Regions from separate parts of the Triticum aestivum genome. Here region 2 is linked to region 1. A link is a contact called in public Hi-C data. All regions are on one chromosome and are shown on one strand. Each heading gives the region's core, a stretch centred on a gene start, on an enhancer-like site or on the middle of the called end of the contact. The rest is flanking DNA. Distances are from core to core; before and after follow the strand shown.

Region 1 (6,666 bases), core at 3,916-6,415:
TCTATAGAGCAGAACCCAGAAATCTTCAACTACCAACATTCAGAGACTGGTGTGACACCTTTGATGGTTTTTGCCAGGAAGGGTCAGCTTGGGGATGTCTGTATGCTTTTATCATTTGGTGTGGATTGTTCTGCACGGGATCATGATGGAAAATCTGCATTAGATTGGGCACAGCAAGAGAATCAGGTAGAGGCTTATGAAGTTATTAAGAAACATATGGATTGTAGTCCTGCAAAATTACCTGAAGAAAACGAGCTGCTTAAGAAATACTTGGCCACTATCAACCCAGAACACATTGATACTGTGCTGATAGAACGGTTGCTTAGAAAAATATGTACTGACTCCAATGAAGGAGCTATCTTAGTCTTCCTTCCTGGTTGGGAAGATATAAATCAAACACGGGAGAGGTTACTTGCTTCTTCCTTTCGGGATTCTTCAAAATTTCTTGTACTGTCACTTCATTCCATGATACCATCTTCAGAGCAGAAAAAGGTTTTCAAACGTGCACCGGCAGGGGTTCGTAAAATTATTCTCTCAACCAACATAGCGGAGACTGCAGTAACAATTGATGATATTGTATTTGTTCTAGATAGTGGGAGGATGAAAGAGAAAAGCTATGATCCATACAATAATGTGTCTACACTTCATACTTCTTGGGTATCTCGAGCTAATGCAAGACAGCGTGAAGGACGTGCCGGTCGTTGTCAGCCAGGAATTTGCTATCATCTTTACTCTAGATTTCGAGCAGCCTCGTTGCCAGAATTCCAAATTCCTGAAATTAAGAGGATGCCTATTGAAGAGCTGTGTTTGCAGGTACAGTCGTAGGCTCCTAGCTAATACTTCTGTTGTCCCTAATGTTTAAAGTAAACACAATGCTCCTCAGTATTACACTTGGCAGCAATGACATGCGGTGCAGTTTATACTGCTTGATCCAACAAGATTATCTTGTTATCACTGACAACTGTTTGTTGTTTCAATTTTTGCGGTGCAGGTCAAACTGCTTGATCCAAACTCTAAAATAGCAGACTTTTTAAATTAGACCTTGGATCCTCCAGTTACAGAGACTGTAAAAAATGCTATTACTGTGCTTCAGGATCTTGGTGCTTTAACTCAAAATGAACAATTGACAGATTTGGGTGAAAAGTTAGGTTCTCTCCCGGTCCATCCATCCACAAGCAAGATGCTCCTGTTTGGTATATTGATGAACTGCCTTGATCCTGCATTGACATTGGCATGTGCAGCAGACTATAGAGATCCTTTCGTCCTTCCTATGGCTCCGGATGAGAGAAAAAGGGCTGCTGCAGCCAAGGTTGAGCTTGCTTCATTATATGGTGGATATAGTGACCAGCTTGCTGTTGTAGCAGCATTTGATTGTTGGACGTGTGCCAAAGAGAAAGGACAAGAAGCTTTGTTTTGTTCAAAGTACTTTGTAGCTTCAAACACCATGAATATGTTGTCTAGTATGAGGAAACAGCTCCACAGTGAACTAGCTCAAAGAGGATTTCTTCCTGCTGATACATCTGCCTGCAGCTTGAATGCTAAAGTTCCAGGTACTCAAGTTTTTATGAAAATAGGAGTTATGAAACACTGCATATAATGTGGTTCCCTTGTGTCCTTTTCCTGCTTTGCAATATGAGTGGCAATACGTACAAGGATACATATGTTTATATATGCAGCAAGTCATTTGATTCACCACTTAAGAGAAGCTTCCATTCTCTCAAGTGTGTGTGGAGGTTTCTGTGGCTATTTAAGTAGAAAGCTGCATGCGTTGGTACTTTGAAGAATTACAATCTTGCAGAAATTTCTTTATTATTCAAACATAGGCATCACATCCTTTTAAATCGTGGTAGTTACACCATGCAAACCATGGTTACACATTAGTTTGAATAAGATAATGTCGCAGTCAGTGCTATTGTATATAAGTGATTTAGTTACCTGGTTCTGTTGAGTTTAAAGTTGTTACTTATGCCAATCACAGGTTTAATTCATTACAGAATTTTGTTTTGTATTTCAGATCAATCTTGTTCTAGTTTAGAAGCAATCCATTACATACATTTTCGTTTGTAGTAAAGCTATTTTTAATGCATGCACTGGTTTCTATGTTCATTTTCAAATCTTGCTTTGCAGCCTTATTATGTTTAAATTTGACGGTTTTCTTGCAACTTTGGTAGGTATCATTAGTGCTGTCCTTGTGGCTGGCGCTTACCCAATGGTAGGACGATTGCTCCCTCCTCGCAAAAATGCTAGAAGGGCAGTTGTGGAAACAGCAAGTGGTGCCAAAGTTCGACTACACCCGCATTCTTCCAACTTTAACTTGTCATTTAATAAATCCTCTGGGAATCCACTAATGGTATTTGATGAAATCACTCGAGGTGATGGTGGAATGTATGTAAAGAACTGTTCAGTTGTTGGATCATATCCTTTACTTCTGCTTGCTACAGAAATAGCTGTTGCTCCACCTGATGATGTAAGTGATGAGGATGATGAAGGTTCCAGTGGGGATGAAGCGGGAAAAAGCACTCTGGGACAACAAAAGGAAGAGATCATGTCTTCTCCCGACAACACTGTTTCAGTTGTTGTTGATCGGTGGCTCCGATTTGATGCTACTGCTCTGGATGTTGCTCAGATATACTGCCTACGAGAACGCCTAGCATCTGCTATTCTTTTCAAAGTAAGATTCAGTTATCTTGTTATCACATTTTCTAATTTAATCTGGGAACAGTGCACTATAATTTGCTCTGGCTTCCATCTGATGTTCCATAAAGTTTCATGCATCATCTGTCAGGCATATTATCAAACTTATGTTCAATCCATTCTGCACAGCTTTTCCCTCTTCTGGTCTGTACAATTGTTTAAAATACTTGTCTCATTTTGCTTGTAATGCAGAATCTTTGCTAAGAAATACTCCATCCGGGAATACTTGTCGGACAAATGGATGTATCTAGATGTATTTTAGTTCTAGATACACCCATTTTTTATCTATTTCTCCGACAAGTATTTTCAGATGGAGGGAGTATATAGCTATACAAATGATCACACTTAGGATAGAGCGTGTGGATCATATGTTGTCACCTTCCTGTCAAACTGTCAAGAGGCATATGATGAAGTTTGTTACTTTGTCTTCTTTCTGACGAAAGGATGTTTTTGTACAGGTGAAACATCCACAGGATGTTCTCCCGCCTGCTCTTGGAGCAACGATGTATGCGATTGCTTGTATCCTATCGTATGATGGCTTGCCTGGTAATTTGGCAACAAAACATGGTTCAGGTCAGAGCTCAGCAGATGCTAGCGGATCAGCTGAGGGAAGGAAAGGTGGTTTTATTCCGCCTGGTGGTTTCCTTATGTCATTGCTATCGGACATACCACCCAATGCACCTCATCATCAGAAGTCATCTAATCATCCAGGGGGTGGTTCAGGGCATATTAGGTCATCGAGGGCCCCTGCTGGTAGATTTAATCAGTCGCAGCAGCGTCCTGGCCGCAACAGCTCTGGACCAGGGAGTTCAGCATCACAATCTTTCAAAAGACAGCGGGACGCTGCACGGTGACCTGACCGTGGCTCACATGTAATTCAGTACTGGATCCCATGCTTGGGTCTCACAAGAAAAGTGCCATGGTTGGGAATTAATGAGGATTTTGCGGTGTTTGTTGGGACGAAGGCAAAATGTGCAAGCAAGGAATGTGGAAAGGCAATGCCTTAATCTGTCAAGGAGACCATAAGATGTTCCTGTTCATGACCTGCAGTTTTGCAGATCAGTGCATCTCGTTGTTCTGTTCGCCTTGCTGCCTAGCTCTCTTTCATGCCGGGACTACCGTCTAATTTCAATTGATGGTGTATCCGTGTCTCAGAGTTGCTAGGACTTGGCTAAAAACCAGGCACCCGGTTTTGTGCTGAGAACAGTTACTGTACGTGACAGTTAGGATTTAGTAGTATGCGTTGATATATCTATCCTATGAAATTACGTATCTGTATCCTCTGTTTTCCTGGCATGACATGAGCAAAACAGCTGGGAGCTCCGTAGTGCAGTTTATTTGGTCCTTACAAAAATATTCAAAAACTAGGTTGATGCAGTTCAGTACAAAAACAAACAAATTTTGTTTATTTTTAGGTCGTTTGCTGTCCTGTTGCTGGATTATTTCTGTTGTCTTTATTTATTTATTTATTTTTGTTTTATCAATTTTTGGAAGTTCTGTGCTCGTTTTATAGGGTTCTTTTATTATTCCCTATGGCTGCTGAACACAGCCAGAGATCATGTACCTGCACCCTCTCCCCTGAAAGTGTTTAATTCTTTACAGAGGGAGCACGTCCTTTGTATGCAATCTCTTCACATGTGCCTGTTTTCGAAAACAAATCATGTCTGTTTTTAGATTGTAGACAGGCATTAAATGGTTGAACTGTAGCGATGTGATGTGGTGGATATGGCGACGTCTGGCCCTGCACCATCTGTAGGATAGCGTCGTAGATTCAAGTGGCACGCACACACTCCTCAAATGGATCGGATCGGATATAGCAGTACGTTGTTGATGGACTGGAGTGATAAACGTGGTGGTCCACAGGGCCACAGGGCCAGGTTAGGCAAAAAAAAACGTGGTGGGTCACAGGGCCAGATTAGGCAGAGAAGATACCAGAAGGCGTACGTGTAGCACGTGCCTGGCGGGGCGATAGGATGCCAACGTGGTAGCACGTGGAGTTCAAGTGGCACCGCACAGCTGGAGGATGCCGACAAGCATTTAAGTGGCGCCATTGGTGAAGCAGAAGAGCCTCGCTTGCTGACCGCACAGCGCCGCCCCTGTACGGCGCTTCCTTGGCGGCATCTCATTTCGCGGGGACGCAAGCAAACCATGTTCTGCTACCCCAAAGAAATTCTCACATGATCAAGCCTCGGTGCCTCGGGGCCTGTGTAGATGTAAAAGTTTACAGCGGGAATCTTGTAAACTGCGTTGCAATTGCAGAGTCAGAGTTGTTCAAAAAAAAAAAAAATGCAGAGTCAGATGCCGCGATAGTCATCACGAAGCCGCGGGCCGCGGCAGCAGTTTAGTCGTTTGTCTGAATTCTTTTGGTCCCGGTCCAAGGGAAGAAGCTAAACGGCTCTTCCCATTGGATGCGTGTGTGACCAAGGAGGAGCTGCATTATTGCTCGTAAGCATAAACTAATCGGTGTCCGGCGGCGTCGTCAGTCCCCACCCATTAGTCTTTGGTCAACTCCAAAGTGAACCCGGCATGGACGCAGTGTACTCCCTCCGGTCCTTTTTACTCTGCACATTGGTTTTGCCGAAAGTCAAACTTTGCTAAGTTTGACCAAATTTATATTAAAAATTATTAACATCTATAATATTTAATAAATATAATATGAAAATATATTCCAAGATGAATCTAATGATATTGGTGTTGTTATGTGAATGTCTATAATTTTTTATATAAACTTGGTCAAAGTTGGATGAGATTGACTTCAGACAAACATAATATGCAGAGTAAAAAGGACCGGAGGGAGTACTACTAGTACTTGTCCCAATTTATTTATCAATCTATCTATGGGCCAGGAACTTCCACACGAACAGTTGCTCCGGAGATACGGTCAAACAAGACGTAGCCAGCCAGGCGTCAGCCCCCACCTCAGGCCACAAGGAGGTGGAGGAGAGCATCATCAGCACAGGCACGGCACCGAGTCACACGGCGCAGACGATGGCCGGGTGCTTTGATCGAGTCGACGCGTACTGCCAGGCGGGTGGGGGTGGGGTGGGCCGGTGGGGCGTGTCGTGTGGCACGGCTGACGGGGGACGCCCGCATCAGCGAGGCCTACCACCGAGCGCGTGACGCTGCGCGTCCCGTCACCGCGCGACTTCCCCGCCCCTCCTCCCGCGCCGATGTCACCCCGTGCCATCACCGCTCCCACGGAGCGGGTCGGGGTCAGAACGCATCTCCGGCCAAGGCCAAGTGGACGGACCGACCGCGCGAGTATTATACTGCCAACTGCTCCTACTTTACGACGCCTGAACTCAATTATCTATGGGCACGGTACATGGAAGAAACAAGGCGATAATGACAACACGCTCGCCCCAGCAGCATGCCCGCTCTCCTCTCCTCGCCCCGGCGCCTGCCGACACGAGCGACGCGCGCGCCACGCCATCCTGATCGCCAGCCAACAAAGATCACGAGTTGCCACCATCGCTTCGCCGCATCTTGGCGCCGGCCTCCTCTTAACTTTGCAGGATTCCGAGGACTAGCGCAGCGGCGACTCGTGGTTTGGCGCCGAGAGAGTACGAGGCTGTATCTTCCCTTCCTTGCCTTTTCGTCGTTATTGAAAATCTGCGTGAGGCTTTGCCTCCTCTTGCACGACTCCTGGATGTGAACGTGAGCTCGCCCACACTCCATTGCCTACTCTGCTGTGCTCCACTTTTTATTATTACAAAATAAAAAGAAGAGGGGAAAGTCGGGGGTGATTGAGACTGATTTGTTTCGTCATGTCATGTCGACATATATCTCTGGGCGGGCGGCTTCGGGGACACTCACACTATCGGAACAGTATCATCTTCGGTGTTACCTACAGGAGATGTGACCCGTTTTCATGGCCTAGGACGTCTGGGAGAACGAGGACGCCCCGCGCGCCTTCTCTCTTGGCCCTAGCCTTTTTCGGCTTCTAGCCAAGGCACGTCGTGGTGCCAATGG
Region 2 (6,062 bases), core at 941-3,440, 220 kb after region 1:
ATAATACTATGACGTGGCCCCCATGGTGCCATGTTGAATGAGTGCCAATACCACTAAAAAAACTTTAACCTTTAGAGGCAGCGTTAGCCACAGAGCATGCAAGTTCCAACTATTTACAAATACACTATGAAGTCTGATTCTATGATTTCCCCGTTGTGAATGAACCACTAGATAGCCCATCTCTTGTAAGGCTTGATTTTACTGACTATAGTGATTGTTGGGCTTTAATTTATTGAATAATTAAAGACCAGCAACCACTAGTCAGTACCCGCCCCACTCCCCTCCCCCCTCCCCCCTTCAACTTTGTTTGAGCCTTTGAATCTTTGGTAGGATGGAGTTGTGCCGTCTGATTTGGGCCATGTGTCGAGTAATTCTTTTTCTTATAATGAAATTTCTCCAGTCTGTGAGTACGTTGGTCCCGCATAGTACTGGTCCCATAGGGACACTGACAGAGAATGCCGCAGTGGCCTCTAGACCTAGGTGATTGTGGCGGGAGTGACGATTGGAGGAGATAAAATGAGGAGATGGCCATTGGGGGACCTTCAGACCTGGTCAATGGCGGTAGAAGTCAATTGTTAGGGATGTGCAGGGATAAAGTAGGCCACAGAGAGCTCGATAACTAGGCGGTGGCCGACATATAATTGACAGTACAAATGGCAGCCCGCTGTAGAAGGGAGAAAAGAGAGAGAGAGGATGGCGGGTTGTGGCAGGGAGAGTTGGTGTACGAGGTGGTGATGGCATCCATCCATGGTGGGCGCCATGAAGCGATCTTGGAGAGAGGAGGGTTAATCAAGGAGTACATATGTATTTCAAGATTATACAAAGAAATTGCATATCCTGGATGTATTTTTCATCAATTCGCGGGTGATGGTGAAATGGCCAGGAGTATGCAACTTACAATTAAAAGGTCCTGGATTCATCTAAGCTAAAGAGGAAGGGTCATGATAATGTTGTTGAGGAGCTTAACCACCCACTGTTACAATCTGCCATACAATTCCACCCACTTATTAATGTTCCTCCTTAACATCGCAAATCATCCCTCCACCCTCGGCCAAGTTCATTATACTGTAAGAAAAATTAGGGCAATGCTACATCCACGCAAAGTTACACATGTTTACGAGGGATTGCTCAGTTGGCGTTTTTTCATTGGAAATGAGAGGGAAGGAGGGACCCCACCCCAGTTGAAATTGGGGGGGGAGGGGAGGATTAGAAGGAACGTTACGTAGCTTATTCGTAACAAGTTTCGTAGGTGGAGCTAAGGATGGCAATGGGTCAGATTTGGATCGGATTGAACAATATCAAATCCATATCCATATCCATGAAGACAGTCTTTGCCCGTCCATGAAAAATTCCACGGGTGAAAAATTGTATCCATGTCCAAACCCGATGGATATTCATTGGGTCCTTCTCGAGACATATAAATAAGACATAACACAACGTTAACATAAGCTCTTCCATTCTTGTACTCGTGGCAGTCTAGGCTTCATTTATGGTAAATCAATGTTCACTAACAACCTAAGATCATTTAGTATTTTTCTAACAGATGAAAATGATGAGTCATTTAACAAGGTGATAAAAATAAGGGAAGGGGCGTTAGAGTATGTTACGGAGGGGATTGAATGTCAACTAATAAAAGTTACGACGAGGATTGTGTATTTACTTTTGCATGTTTTAGATAACAAAGTGTAAAATTACAGTGGGACATATGACTGTGGGGTAGGGATAGCAAATTTTAGCCCATTAAGTCATACTATCGGGTCGACTTTGGGTATACCCACGGGTACACGATTATATTCATGCCCTAGCCACGAGCAATTGGGTCGGGTTTAGGCACCGCCCATGAACACAAAAGCATATCCAAATCATATTCATTTGGGTCGGATATCCATGCCCATGGATAAAATTGTCATCCTGAGGCGGAGCATTATTAGAAAAGTTATTATGATGCTAACTTACTGGTTTATATTATATAAAGACCATTTGTTTGAAAATATACAAAAAAAAATCATTCAATTACGTCCGTCTCATTTTTTATCGCAGGTCATTTTTAGTTTCCACCGATACTATTTTAATTAACTTTTAACGCGCCCCCTTTGCGCAAGCATCTGGTAACACTCCTTGCCCCCTCGGCTCAGTTCGAAATTATTTCTCTCCCCCTTTCCATGGCAGGGCAGGGCAGGGCATCCTAAATATAAATTGGCCATTATAATCCCGTCAGGCCATCTCCCTCTCGCCCCCGTCATTCTCCTTTTCCTTTGTGGCTTGCGCAACGGGCGAGGCGAGGCGAGGCGTGGTGCCGGAGGAGGCGAAATATAGCCACCCTCTCCATCCAACCCACCCCGCCCCCGATTGCTTTGCACCGCCGGAACCTCGCCCCTCCCCGCCGACCGCCATAACCGCAAGGTACTAATGCCTCCTCCCGCTCCCGCTCCCCCTCTGTTCCTCCGTGCCCGCCCGCCCGCCGCTCGTCGAATTTTCCCCGCCGATCGGTCCTGCCCCGCCGCAAAAATCGTGGGGCGCGACGTGGCTCCGAGGCGCGCCTCGCTTTCGTCCCGGCTCCTGCTTCCGGTTGCCACGTTCGGGATACGGCGAGGTCTGGGGGTCGGTCGTGGCGGCGTAGGCCTGTTCGTCGGTGGGATTGATGGCTCCGATGATGGGAGTTTCGGGCGTCGATCGCGTGCCTCCGCCGCCCGTGCGCAATGCGACGGCGGGAGGTTTCGCCTGTTTTTTTCGCCGTTTCCTCGGATTTTTGGTTTCGGTTATTATCGGTCGCGCGCGGCGGCGTGCCTGCCTTCCGGGACTCGGGGCTGTTTCCTTTTGATCGCTGTGGTGTTTTCTTCCGGGCGACGGCGCGTGCCATTGTCGTCCGGGCATCGATTCGGTGCCCCAATTGGTCGCAACGTGCGGATGTTTTTTTCCGAGCTGGCGGTTTGAATGACGCCTCAAAAGGTTGCCCCTCTTGCGCACCTTTTCCGACCCCCATCCCCTGTATTCATCTTGACTCCTTCGTGCGCTTTGTGCGTTGCCTTATTTAGTCAGGTTTGTGGACGTATCTTCTCCGTGTTACTCATCTTCGAGTACCATTTTCCTGCGAGTTGTGCGCGTGATTACAAGTGCCACACGCTGTTATGAGTTGTTTTGGATTCGATACATTCTCCAATATAGTACCTGAATTTTAGTGTTTAGAGGGATGGCTGTCAAGCATGCAATTAGCTGCTATCGTTTTGGATTCGTAGCTGTTTATGGGGACCTCAATGACTATCTTACTTAAACTGTGGCTCTAGCAATTGTTAATAGGATCCATTCATTGGCTTCGGCACTACGTCGTTGCTTTATTCACAGCTTCCAGTCTTCCAGTATAGAGTATAGACTCAATCTTTGGTGCATGCTTCTGCTTGCTATTTTATTCTGGTGAAAGTGACACATGACAGGGATTGATTATTTATTTGGCTTCAGCTTCTTCATGTGGTCGGATTCGTGTACTTTACCATTATGCATTCAAGTGACAGTTGGGTGTTGTACTTCATGGAATGGAAGACTATTCCGAGTACTGTTTAGCAATGACCCATATCTTGGTTCTTCTTCTACGGTCAACTGGATGTCACAAAAACTATCTTTAATCTTAGCGTGGGCATTTTATAATTCTGGCTTCTCTATGGCTCAAAATGTACCTTGTTATGTGACTTGTCTCTTTCGTCAGGCTGCTGAGTCAAGATATAGGAATTGATGGATCTGTCCACAACCTCTGTTATGGCGGCTAAGGCCTACTCGTACAAAGCAGAGTCACTGGTTAAGGAATACCTTCTTGCAGATGCATATGTTTCGTACACTGCTATGCTTGGTGGGATCCTGATGTGCAAGATGGTATTATTTTGCCCCCCTCTTATTTGTTGACATTTACGATCATGTCACCAGTGAATTTAGTGATGCTCACATGATTCATGTATTTAGATGGAAGAAACAAATAGATGTTAGTTTTATTGCATTTTTGCTTAACTTCACTATGTGAAAATTGTGGACTACCGAACACCATTTGTACTATATATGGCTGTTAGTATAAGCAGGTTTCTGTAAAGAACTAATGTAGGATTGCAAATTCTCAGTTTAGCCTGAGATCTAATTAGGAATATGTCGATGGCTACCCACCACATCCGATCCTAAGCCGCGGATGCATCTGAAATCGGTTGAAGTAATGTAAGGTTTAAACTCACATACAAGCTGTGATGAATTTTCAGATTAGAGTCATGCAATAGATTTAACAGTTTGTTTTGGCTTGTAACGTTTTTGTTTTTGTTTAGTATGAGCAGTTAAATTCGGATACTCAATACAAGATTTTCAAAACCAAGCATGTTACGGTTTAGCAAACAAAAATTAACCTAATCCTATCAATATATTAACCATTTTTAATCAATATTTGGCTACCATGGGAAACAGAAGTTGAATCACAATGTATATTTGTTTTTAATCTGTATTATACAGGTTGGCCTCAGTGTATTACCATATATGTTTAATACCGCAATAATTTCCTATTATTTGCCCTTTGTGTGTGTCTGTGTATGCCAGGATCCCTTACAATACCTTGTGTACCATTTGTATCCTTTAGGCAATAGTGGTATGTATATGTAGTAAGTTATTAACTATTCTGCGAGAATGGCGTTTTGGCTTTCGGCCTCCAAGGAGGCCGATTTAAAAAAAATCAAAAAATTACGTATGTGCGACGTATGTGCGTAAATTTTTTTTGTACAAGTAAACAAGGATGTGAAACGTATGTGCGTAAAATTTCAGGATGAAATACGTTGAAAAGCGACCTGTACAAAAAAGACAAATTCATGGTCTGAGAAGATGAATAGTACCATGTTTAAAAAGCCCCAGATTTGTCTTCTTTGCACAGCCCTCATTTCAACGTATTTCATCCTGAAAATTTACACACTTGTGCACTATGCCTTCATCTATCTCTGTATTGTTTTCAAATTTTTTTGAAATGTAAAAATATGAATTTTCATGATTTTTGAATTTTGCATTTGGAGGCCTCCATGGAGCTCGGCCTCCAAAAGCAATTTTCACTATTCTGCGATGTAACAAAGTAGATAGCAGCATGCAGATGATAATCATCACTTCTAGCATTGTTTTCAGAGTTTGACTTTTCAAAACCCTTTGCACTATCCACACTGCAACCTATGATTTTCTCTTGTTTTATTTTACATTTATGTTAACCCTGAAATTCTTGCATGGAACAAGTTATGATTGATCTCTATGTACCAGAACTCTAGCTACTTTCTTGGCTACAAATTTCCTTTTGGTTTGCAGATCTATGACATCACACACTTAGTCAGTTCATTCTTCTACAAGTGTTATGCTTCTCTTACAAAAGCCCAAAAGCTTGAGTGGAACAACAGGTGAAGCCATCTGTCTGCAAAATTTATGTCCAATTTCACCATGTGCTTATTGACATATCTACTCACGACCGATCTTTTACCTATTCTAGGGGCATCTCCACTGTCCATGCAATTTTCATCACATTCATGTCAGTGTACCTAGTATTCTTTTCCGACCTATACTCTGATAAGTTGGATGGACCAGTAACTTTCCGGAGTTCAAACCTCTCTAATATTACACTAGCGGTAAAGTACTATTTTGTTCCCATTCAAGAAATGACTATGTTGGCATGCATTGTCTATTTGCCTCATATCGGCTTAATTTCATTTGTCCAGGTATCTGTTGGGTACTTCATCACTGACATTGCAATGATATTTTGGGTTTATCCTTCTCTAGGTGGAATGGAGTATGTAAGTGCCCTTATGTGATATTTCTGGGTTGCATCCTTGACACACGTGTTAATATTCATTGTATTTGTTCAATTATCATTGCTGCATTTTTTGTATGTATTATTCATTACGGGTTGATCATTGCCAGGTTCTTCATCACTTCCTGTCACTTGTTTCCATAGTCTATTCTGTGAATTCTGGGGAAGGCCAGTTGTATACATACATGGTTCTCATCTCTGAAGGAACCACACCTGGAATCAACCTCCGCTGGTATTTGATTTGATTCAATGAATGCAC

What was found. A called contact is a pair of places that touch in the nucleus more often than the background predicts.
Region 2: a Hi-C map of leaf shows a contact between it and region 1, with 5 times the contacts expected there. The contact joins the promoter of LOC123062176 here to the enhancer-like site in region 1. A contact is called at or near these places in 2 of 5 Hi-C or Micro-C datasets (both in leaf).

What each region holds. Positions count from the first base shown.
Region 1 is chr3A:552,160,731-552,167,396 of IWGSC CS RefSeq v2.1, forward strand. It overlaps the pseudogene LOC123062172. Among protein-coding and RNA genes, the nearest start is that of LOC123062171, 61 kb to the left of the region's middle. Within about 2 kb of position 5,166, at least 8 of the 8 cell types and tissues checked have an H3K27ac peak or open chromatin away from gene starts, as enhancers often do. A contact at or near this core is called in leaf, where this site is marked.
Region 2 is chr3A:552,379,694-552,385,755 of IWGSC CS RefSeq v2.1, forward strand. It overlaps LOC123062176 (TLC domain-containing protein 4), which reads left to right and starts at 2,191. Exons shown (of 9, transcript XM_044485555.1): 1 at 2,191-2,403; 2 at 3,701-3,864; 3 at 5,308-5,396; 4 at 5,486-5,621; 5 at 5,712-5,786; 6 at 5,914-6,035. The coding sequence starts at 3,727.